2 separate regions of the Xenopus laevis genome follow, and region 2 is linked to region 1. The links are chromatin contacts, called in public Hi-C maps. All regions are on one chromosome and are shown on one strand. Each heading gives the region's core, a stretch centred on a gene start, on an enhancer-like site or on the middle of the called end of the contact. The rest is flanking DNA. Distances are from core to core; before and after follow the strand shown. Region 1 holds the start of sox9.S (SRY-box 9 S homeolog). Region 2 has its middle 37 kb from the start of LOC121398868.

Region 1 (4,290 bases), core at 256-2,755:
GTCAGAACAAACAATGCCCTTAAATAACATTTCTGGGTTAGATGTACATGGCCCACCTTGAACATGTACCCCTGTAGGAGTTTCTAATGCCTTTTGCATTTCCATTGTATTCTGCATAACAACACAGTTTTTTTTAGATTAGTCATTAGCCTCTGCATATTACCCTTTGCATTACTCACATTACCCCTTGCATTACTCACACACGTCTACATTACACATTCTGCACTGCCACATAGCAAAGCATTATCATTAATTGCAGAGCATTTTGGGTTATCCCCTACCCAGTGCCTTGCAGTATCCAACAACAACATTGCTCCAAGGATAACTTCACATTCTGCACTAGGAACACAACCTCCAGCACCCACACCACCCATTGCATTTTACATTACTCTAACCCAGTAGCACAGCAGGCTGGGAATCAGATTAGCTCTTACAATCATTATTCTTTTGTTCCAAAACCTTAATTGCAAATGAGGGGTTCGGCTGGTAAGGAGATCATGGTACAGTCAGACTGAGAGCTGGCAGACTGGCACCATCCATGATTCACCTAAGCAAAGCTAAATAGCAACTGTACAGACTTCCAGCACATCTCCTGACAAGACTGGGCTGCAGTGCCAAAGGAGCCGCCAGCAGAAAGGCAGGAGAGTTAGAGCAGCGCACAAGGCGCAAAGTGCCAATAAAGCTGAACTGCGCTAAGGCGCACGGCTGGCAAAGCAACAACCACATATCTGCATTAGACCCCACTTCTCCCTCCGTTACCCACCATCTGAAAACAGGTGAAATATATACCAACACCTTAAAATCTGAGTTCACCAAAGTAATTGTCCACTTACCTCCATAACTTTCCCAGCGTCTTGCTGAGTTCTGCATTGTGCAGATGGGGGTACTGATCAGCCAGCTTCCTCCTTGCAGCCTGTGCCCAGACCATGAAGGCGTTCATGGGTCTCTTGACATGGGGCTTGTTCTTGCTGGATCCATTAACTCTGACTGGCATCGGTACCAGGGTCCAATCATATCCCTTCAACACCTGGCTGACCGCTTCTCTGATGCACACGGGGAACTTCTCATCCTCCGTCTCCTTCTTCAGCTCCTGGTCCCCTTTGGGGAAAGTGTTTTCTTGGGGTCTGGTGTTCTCCGTGTCGGAGCCGGAGCCAGAGGGACATGGGGAACCTGCCGAGTCGTCGGACATTGTTGGGCTGGGAGCCCCGGACATGCACTTATCTTGCTCTTCTGTCATCTTCATGAAGGGATCCAAGAGATTCATGCGCAAAAATGGGGAAAGGTAAGAAAGTTGGAGAAGAGAGTTCGGCAGTGTCTGCGTCTTCCCGCACCTCAGTCTCAATGAAAATGACCAAATCTGCTCTTCAGCAAAGGCACCCAAAATCAAAGGGGAGACTGACACGCCAGCCCCTTCAGTTATGCACAGTGCTCAGCCCTTGCACCCCAGTGCGCAATTAGTTGGGTACAGAGATAGCCTCTCCTCCCTCTCCGCTCACACACACTGCTCCACTTTCACGTCTGTTCTTCTTCAGGGTGAGAGCGCAGCATTAAATACCCTCCTCCTCCTAGAGCCACGCCTCCCTCAGCGGAGAGCAAGCATTGGCTGCAGCGATTTGGAAGAGGGTGAGGATGGGGGGGGGGGGGTGGAAGAAAACACTGCTGAAATAAAATTTAAGGAAGAGAGAGAGAGAGAGAGAGAGATATGAAGTTTTGCAGTTGAACTTTTTCAGATATCACTACTAGCAAATTCTGCCTTTGTCTTGCTGCAGCTATAGGTGTATTTTCTTTTGGGGGGATGGGGGGGATTAAAATAAGCAAATATTGTTCATAAATATAAAACAGACAGGAGAGAAAAACTGAGCATTCATCTCCAGTACATGAAAGGGTTAATTGTTTGGCATCTATACCCGGCAGTGATACAATGGAGCCTAGTAAAAAACAAAAAAAAAACAAAAACAAACCCAATATACGCATATTTATTCACGCATTTATGTCGTGCGTATTCTGGAGCCGCAGTTCTCAAACGAATGTAAATGTCAAAGCAATATCTACCATTAGAGTGTAAGCTCAGCGATGGCATTATGGTTATTTGTGGAAACTCCTTGTTGAATGACGTAGAAAATAATCAGTACCCTTTTTATACCCTTCCTGGGCATCTGCCTTTATAAAGATATATATATATATATATATATATATATATATATATATATATTTTTTTTTTTTATGGGATCTTGCATGATATCGTAGACTAGTAAGCTCGTCCTATGGTCTTGCACTCTAATGACAAAGCTGCCAAAAGGCTGAGGCATCTGTCTGTCTATCTTACTATCTAGCCATCCCTTTTCCCCAATTCTTCCAGGAAATTAACGCATATTTTGTTGAAATCATACATTATAGTTACATATAGTTAAAACTGTTTTAAAGGGGTTGTTCACCTTTGAGTTATCTTTTAGTATGATGCAGAGTGATATTCTGAGACCATTTGCAGTTGGTTTTCATTTTTTACTTGTGTTTTTTTTTGGGTTATTTAACTTTTTATTCAGCAGCTCTCCAGTTTGTAATGTCAGCCACTTAGTTGCTAAGGTCCAAATTACCCTAGCAACCATGCATTGATTTGAATAAGGGACTGGAATATGAATAGGAGAGGACCTAACTAGAAAGAGGAGCAATCAAAAGTAGCAATAACTATAGGTATGTAGCTTTACAGAACATTTATTTTTAGATGGGGTCAGTGACCCCCATTTGAAAGCTGGAAAGAGTCAAAAGAAGACTACAATTAATAAAAAAAAACCTATAAATAAATAATGAAGACCAATTGAAAAGTTGCTTAGAATTCGCCATACTAAAATGTAAGTTTAAATTTAAAGAATAGCAGAACTATGGGTAGGTAGAGAATATATCAGAAATCTTACTTGGGATTTGTTTGTCCCATAGATTAGGTTAGATTTTATATTACTGAGTTAAAATAGACACGATTTATGTTGAAAAATGAAATACACCAAGACCTCAGTAAGGATTTGGGATGTAGTTCTCAATTCTGTACGTAGAGGGCGCTAATGTCACAGAAAACCAAACCAACTGTTTTTTTTTTTTTATTAGGAGGCTGGAGAGTTTTGGGGGAGGAGAAGAGGAAAGAGATATTATCCCCTGTATTTTTTTTTTTTTTTTTTAACAGGGATCCAGATTTAATAAGCGTTGCATGGTAACCTTGCGAGTATCGGTAGCAATGTCTGACCACTGATTGCTGTTAATTGCCACCTATCTCAATAGGACAAGCCCACCTGGGATGCCAGGTATTATTATCACACAATAATGTGGCAGCAATGTAGTGATCCTGTAACTTTTTACATGGCTCAGTACCATTCCAAGGCTAATACGTCCAATAAAAGTCCACACATATTTGCACACACACATATATATATCCACGCACATATTTGGGGACTCATTAAGTGACAATCATTGCACCCTTTTAATTCATTTCTACAAAAGGTTTCAGGCTCCTATTTCTTTTAAATTTCGTTTGAATAAAATAACTAGTGTAAAACATTTGAATGTTTGATTTAATCAAGTTTTATATACGACAGCCCCAAATTGTTACTGTTTAAGCTAAAAACAATAAATGTAATCTATTTACAATTTCTACAGGAATCTTCTTTCCTATCGCCCCCCCTAAAAAATCTCAACGGTGTGCCAGATGTTGCATGAAAATATCAGCAATTTCTAATTAACACCCAGGCGATCTTGCTTGCGCAGTGTAATGCTGAAGACCCAATTTTTAGCGCATTTCTCCGTGCGTTTTCTCCCTACTGATCTGCTGCATAAAGAGACCTGTGGCTCGAGCTCTATATTTAACTCATTGTGGTGTCGTTTTTGGTTTAGTTCCTCTGAAAGAAAACGCAGCTGCAGAACACAACATAATAATAATAATAAAAACAATATTCATAAGAATATTATAATATTCAAAGTATTTTATACCTAAGTGAAATTGGAATTTCTTTAAAAAAAAAATGGAATTGAAACATGGAGGCAAATTAAAAAAAAACAAAAAACAAAAAAATATATATATTTAAAAAAACTGCATTTGGACTATGAACAGGTATAAAATATCTAGTTTCTCCTTTCTGCTGAGACTGCACATATCCTGTAAGTAGGACTGAGTGGGTGAGAATGAGGCAGAGTTTAACGCTAAACAATCAGTCCAACTGTGTTGATGTCACAATCGTGATTTAATAATAATAATAAAAATAATAATAATAATGATGTTAATAATAATAAGGGTCGGATAATCCA
Region 2 (4,343 bases), core at 428-2,927, 180 kb before region 1:
ATTCACCCTCGACCATCTGCCTAACACTGCATTTTTAATTTGGTGCAAGGTGTAAAGTGCAGTTTGCACCTTCCATACTCTGTGTATGGGCTATAAGGGCCACAGTGGTTGTGCCCCTTAGTGCTCCAGCACCTGCAGCATTTCAAGTACAATAATGAGCAGCTTGAAGTTTAGTTCATATTGCTGTGGTTCGTTGGCTATTTTATATTAAGTTATTGAGTGAATAATATATAAAGCATTTTGCACTCTCCTTTACCCCTTATTGTGTAGGAAGTGGTTTGGGTCAACAGGTTTGCCATACATTTGATAAACTAGTTTCTGATGCACAGCAGCTCTCATTACACCTGCATTAACAACAGTCTGCCGAAAGGAATATATTGTAATACTGCTGCCCAGAGTAGCAACCAAGAATATACTACATTGCATTAGTATGTGGGAAAGGTGATTGTGTGGCAGAATGCCACAAGTGCCCAGTTTTCTTTAAGGCGGCATAAAGTTCCACTGATCTAATCAGTAACTTTCTATTAGCAAATACTGTGTTTATAGCTTGTTGAAAGGTTCTTGGCTGAGGAAATTCAACCTGGCTTTCAAGGAATGCTGGGAATTGTAGTCTAGTACATGGCAGTTTGCAAATAGCAGATAGTCTAGTCGTTCTTGAATATTAAATGATAAAATTGCTCCACTGTGCTAAAGAGTTGCTGAGTTTCGTCTTTGGGTACTAGAGCACATTATGTGCCATATGCTGTGGGTGAAGGGGAATCTGGCATTGCTAAGTGCGGCTGCTTCTGCAGTTGGTCTGATGCGTGTTTATCATCCCTGGGGTCCATGTGGCTATTCACATGCCAAATATTTCAGAAGATCAGGCAGCAGTCTGAGCAGTTGGGCTACTTTTGCAGCCACAGTACACAAGATACAATGCCCCTCTAATCCAGGCTTAGCTGGGGCTTGACCCCCCCTAAAGACCTAAGGCTAAGGCCACACTAGGCGATAGCGCCGCGATTTTTAAGCCGCAATCGCTGGGGAAACTTTTGCGCTGGCGTCTATGGGGAATCGCGTAAAATCGCCAGCGTAAAAACACACGCGGCGATCTTTTTTCTATTGTCGCTCGAAATCGCCTAGCGAGGCAATTTCGAGCGACAGTAGAGAAAAGATCGCCGCGTGTGTTTTTACGCGCAAAAGTTTCCCCAGCGATTGCTTAAAAGTCGCGACGAAAAGTCGCGGCGAAAAGTCGCCGCGAGTCAAATCGCGGCGCTATCGCCTAGTGTGGCCTTAGCCTAAGACTGCATTTAAAACTGAAAAACTGTGTCGAGGAAAGACAGACTGAAACACAGTGAATATGACAGCAGATAACTGTCTCTCTCTTTTCAATTCTGCATACCCTGATTTTATTTACCCAGTACTGACCATCTCAGCTAGAAGGCCATACCATAGATTTACTACTATTCTTTACTACTTTTTTTCCTGCAATATGTTGTAGTGCAATGTATCAACAGCTGTCAATAGGAACACCAGCTGAAGAGCTCCATGTTTAAATTATCCTACAATGGGACCCTGCAAACAGGCTCAAGCTGTGCAAGTGAAGGAGCGCTGACCCAAAGGCTCTTTTCCGAACTCAAGTGCAAAAAAAACGCCAGGAGGTGGTGCAGATCATGTTGGGGACCTGTCCATAGTGCTTGCACTAGTGCAGTAAGGACAGGTGCTCAGGTGCTCAGTGCACAGAGCAGTGGGGCACAAGTGCTCCTAGAATTCAAGCTCCTGCAGGGTCAAGAATAACTCCTCTGGCCTTATCCTGTTATATTTCTCCATATAAATTGTGAGCTCTAATAAGTATTTAACTCCTGTGTCAGTCATTTGTACGTGACCTGTATGTTTCTGTTGTACAGTGCTGCAGAATATGTTGGTGTTTTAGAAATATTTGAAGTATTTTTAGAAATAATAATGATCATAGTTATAACTGCACTTATGTGGCTTTTAAATTTGCCTTATAGCAGAGAATAGAATGTGAATGTAACCTCATTGGGTGGCAGTAACAGTAGTGCAAATTCCTTATGGGTGAGAACAGGTGGGTTTCTATTTCCTCTTGTTACCTGGTGGTTGCCACAGAGATAATCCTAAGTGAAACAATGCATTGGTATAACCGGTTGAGCAGAGACTGGAGAGCAACGGAGCAGGAATAGAAGTGGAGAGAGAGAGAAAAAGGAAATGTTAAAAGAGATTTAAAATAATGAGAGAAATGCGAAGCAGAATAATACAGTATATAACCCAAGCTAACAGAACAATCCAAATGTGTCCCGTTGTATGGTATCCAGGCACCAATCAGTTAGGAGTACTGTACAGGTTGGTCTGGGCATGTCAAGTCTCTGCTTAATACTTTATTGCCTGTTATGTTTGAGTAGTGTAATTTTAAGACCGCTCTGAGGCTAGGAGATTAAACAGCGACAATCTGCACATGATGACTTTCCCACATGCTCCGAGTTGTGTCCTAGGTGCTTATTGGGGTGTTTGTACTACTGTGGGTGGCTGGGTGCCATAACGAGTATTGCACATAGAGACTTCTCTGCTGGAGCTCTTGTGCATGTCACATGGAACTGTCAAGCTCACAAAAAATCTCTTCTCCAAATTGCGAGAACTGGTATGATCTTGACTCTTGCTGTGGATTTGACTGAATTACAGCCCTGTTGCCACTAGATGGAACTGTAACCATATCATAAAAAGAAAAGACCCCTTGAGAAGTGGGCAATGGCTATATTGGAGACCATCTGCAATCTGGCATGCAAGAGGTTGCTGCTGTTTAAAGAAGTGAGTACACTGTACAGTACTAAAATTCTTTTCCCAGCACCCGTGGTAGTCTTAAAATACACGTTAGACAACAGCACCAGACTAGAAAGCTACGACTTTAAGCAGCAAGAATGATTCCGTATGGATAAAATTTTATCTTTTCTCACCGTATATGTCGGTATTTCAGGCCTTAATCTACTGGGCACAACAATGCCCAACATTTTTTACTAGCCAGATGCTTCACTTGCAGTAAACAGACTAACATCTATGATCATATAAACCAACTTCCAGTCACAGTATGGCTGGAATCAGAGGTATTATTGTTGTGCACCCCAATCATGCCCCTTGCTCTGCCCCCAGCTGGGGGGATATAAATACCATTTAGGGGGAGGGTTGACTGGACTGTTTAGGCCCATAGCTCATAACAAGAATTACACACATATAAAGCGTCATTTTCTGGTTCAGGAGTATGTAAAATAAACCCAAATTATCACTTTAAATGGCATTCAGGCTGGGCTCAGAACCTCTTGGTTTAAAAACAGCTAAAACCTCAGTTGAAGTGCCCATTCCCCTCCCCAGTTTCTAGCAACAGTATGGCCTTGCACCTCTATCTTGTACCAATTATAACACTTCCCCAGGCTCTAATAAATAAGATTATCTTTTTCTAATATTGTACATTTTGAACCATTTATGCCTTCCAGCACTCACAGGGTTACAGCAGCACTGAAGTGGAATTTTGGAGGCTGATTCTGAGCATACCTGGCGGCATATCAGCTGTGACAGGGAGTTTACAATTCTTAACAAGGGAGGCACAAATTTAACTTATTTCCCTATTACACTTCCCCTTTGGAAGACCTGGAGTGAGTTCAAACTTGTCCCAGAGAAGGGGGTCTGTGGCCTACAATAAAGATGTTCTTAGTATTAAAGGGCCTTTTTGCCTAGAGGATGGTTTAACCAAGGACTTACGGGGGAAGTAACAACCAAGAGGTGAATACCAAGATTAGGAGAATTTCTACAAAAAACAAGGCCCTAAAAAAACCTTGTAGCAGCATACATTGGAGCCATTAAGCATTTTATATTCGTTCATATAAACAGTTATTTAGGTCAATCACTATTTACTGTAACTCGGGTTAAAAAACATACATCTTGTTGGTTAAATCAAAGGACTTTCTGCCGAGGCGTTTGTTGGTAACCATTGTCCTTTGTTTGGTTCGACCAGTTGTTCTATATCGCCAACCATCATATTAACTGATCACTGGGATATTGTATAAAGCACATTTTTTTAGTGTCACGCAAAGGAGCAACATTTTTTGTGCCCTTCTGCAGAGATGTTTAAGGGGTAGTGAGATCTGCAGAAAGAGACTGTGGCAACGTACTGGGATAAGGGGCATAGGGTGTGGATTTTGCTGGGTGATGAATATGTCATTAATGGGCAATATGAGTTTGATGAACAGGGCTTGTGCTAAACACACGTTTTGCCTATTGTTATAATCACGAAAAATCGATTTTTATTTATTTTTTGCTATTTCTTGGGCAAATGGGGTAAGTTAAACTAATCCGTGTTC

What was found. A called contact is a pair of places that touch in the nucleus more often than the background predicts.
Region 2: a contact with region 1 is called in a Hi-C map of the XTC cell line, with 2.1 times the contacts expected there. The contact joins the enhancer-like site here to the promoter of sox9.S in region 1. A contact is called at or near these places in 2 of 4 Hi-C or Micro-C datasets (the XL177 cell line and the XTC cell line).

The regions. Positions count from the first base shown.
Region 1 is chr9_10S:19,837,805-19,842,094 of Xenopus_laevis_v10.1, reverse strand. sox9.S (SRY-box 9 S homeolog) reads right to left here and starts at 1,505. Exons shown (of 3, transcript NM_001090807.1): 1 at 834-1,505. The coding sequence starts at 1,264.
Region 2 is chr9_10S:20,018,090-20,022,432 of Xenopus_laevis_v10.1, reverse strand. No RefSeq gene overlaps it. Among protein-coding and RNA genes, the nearest start is that of LOC121398868, 37 kb to the right of the region's middle. Within about 2 kb of position 1,677, at least 3 of the 7 cell types and tissues checked have an H3K27ac peak or open chromatin away from gene starts, as enhancers often do.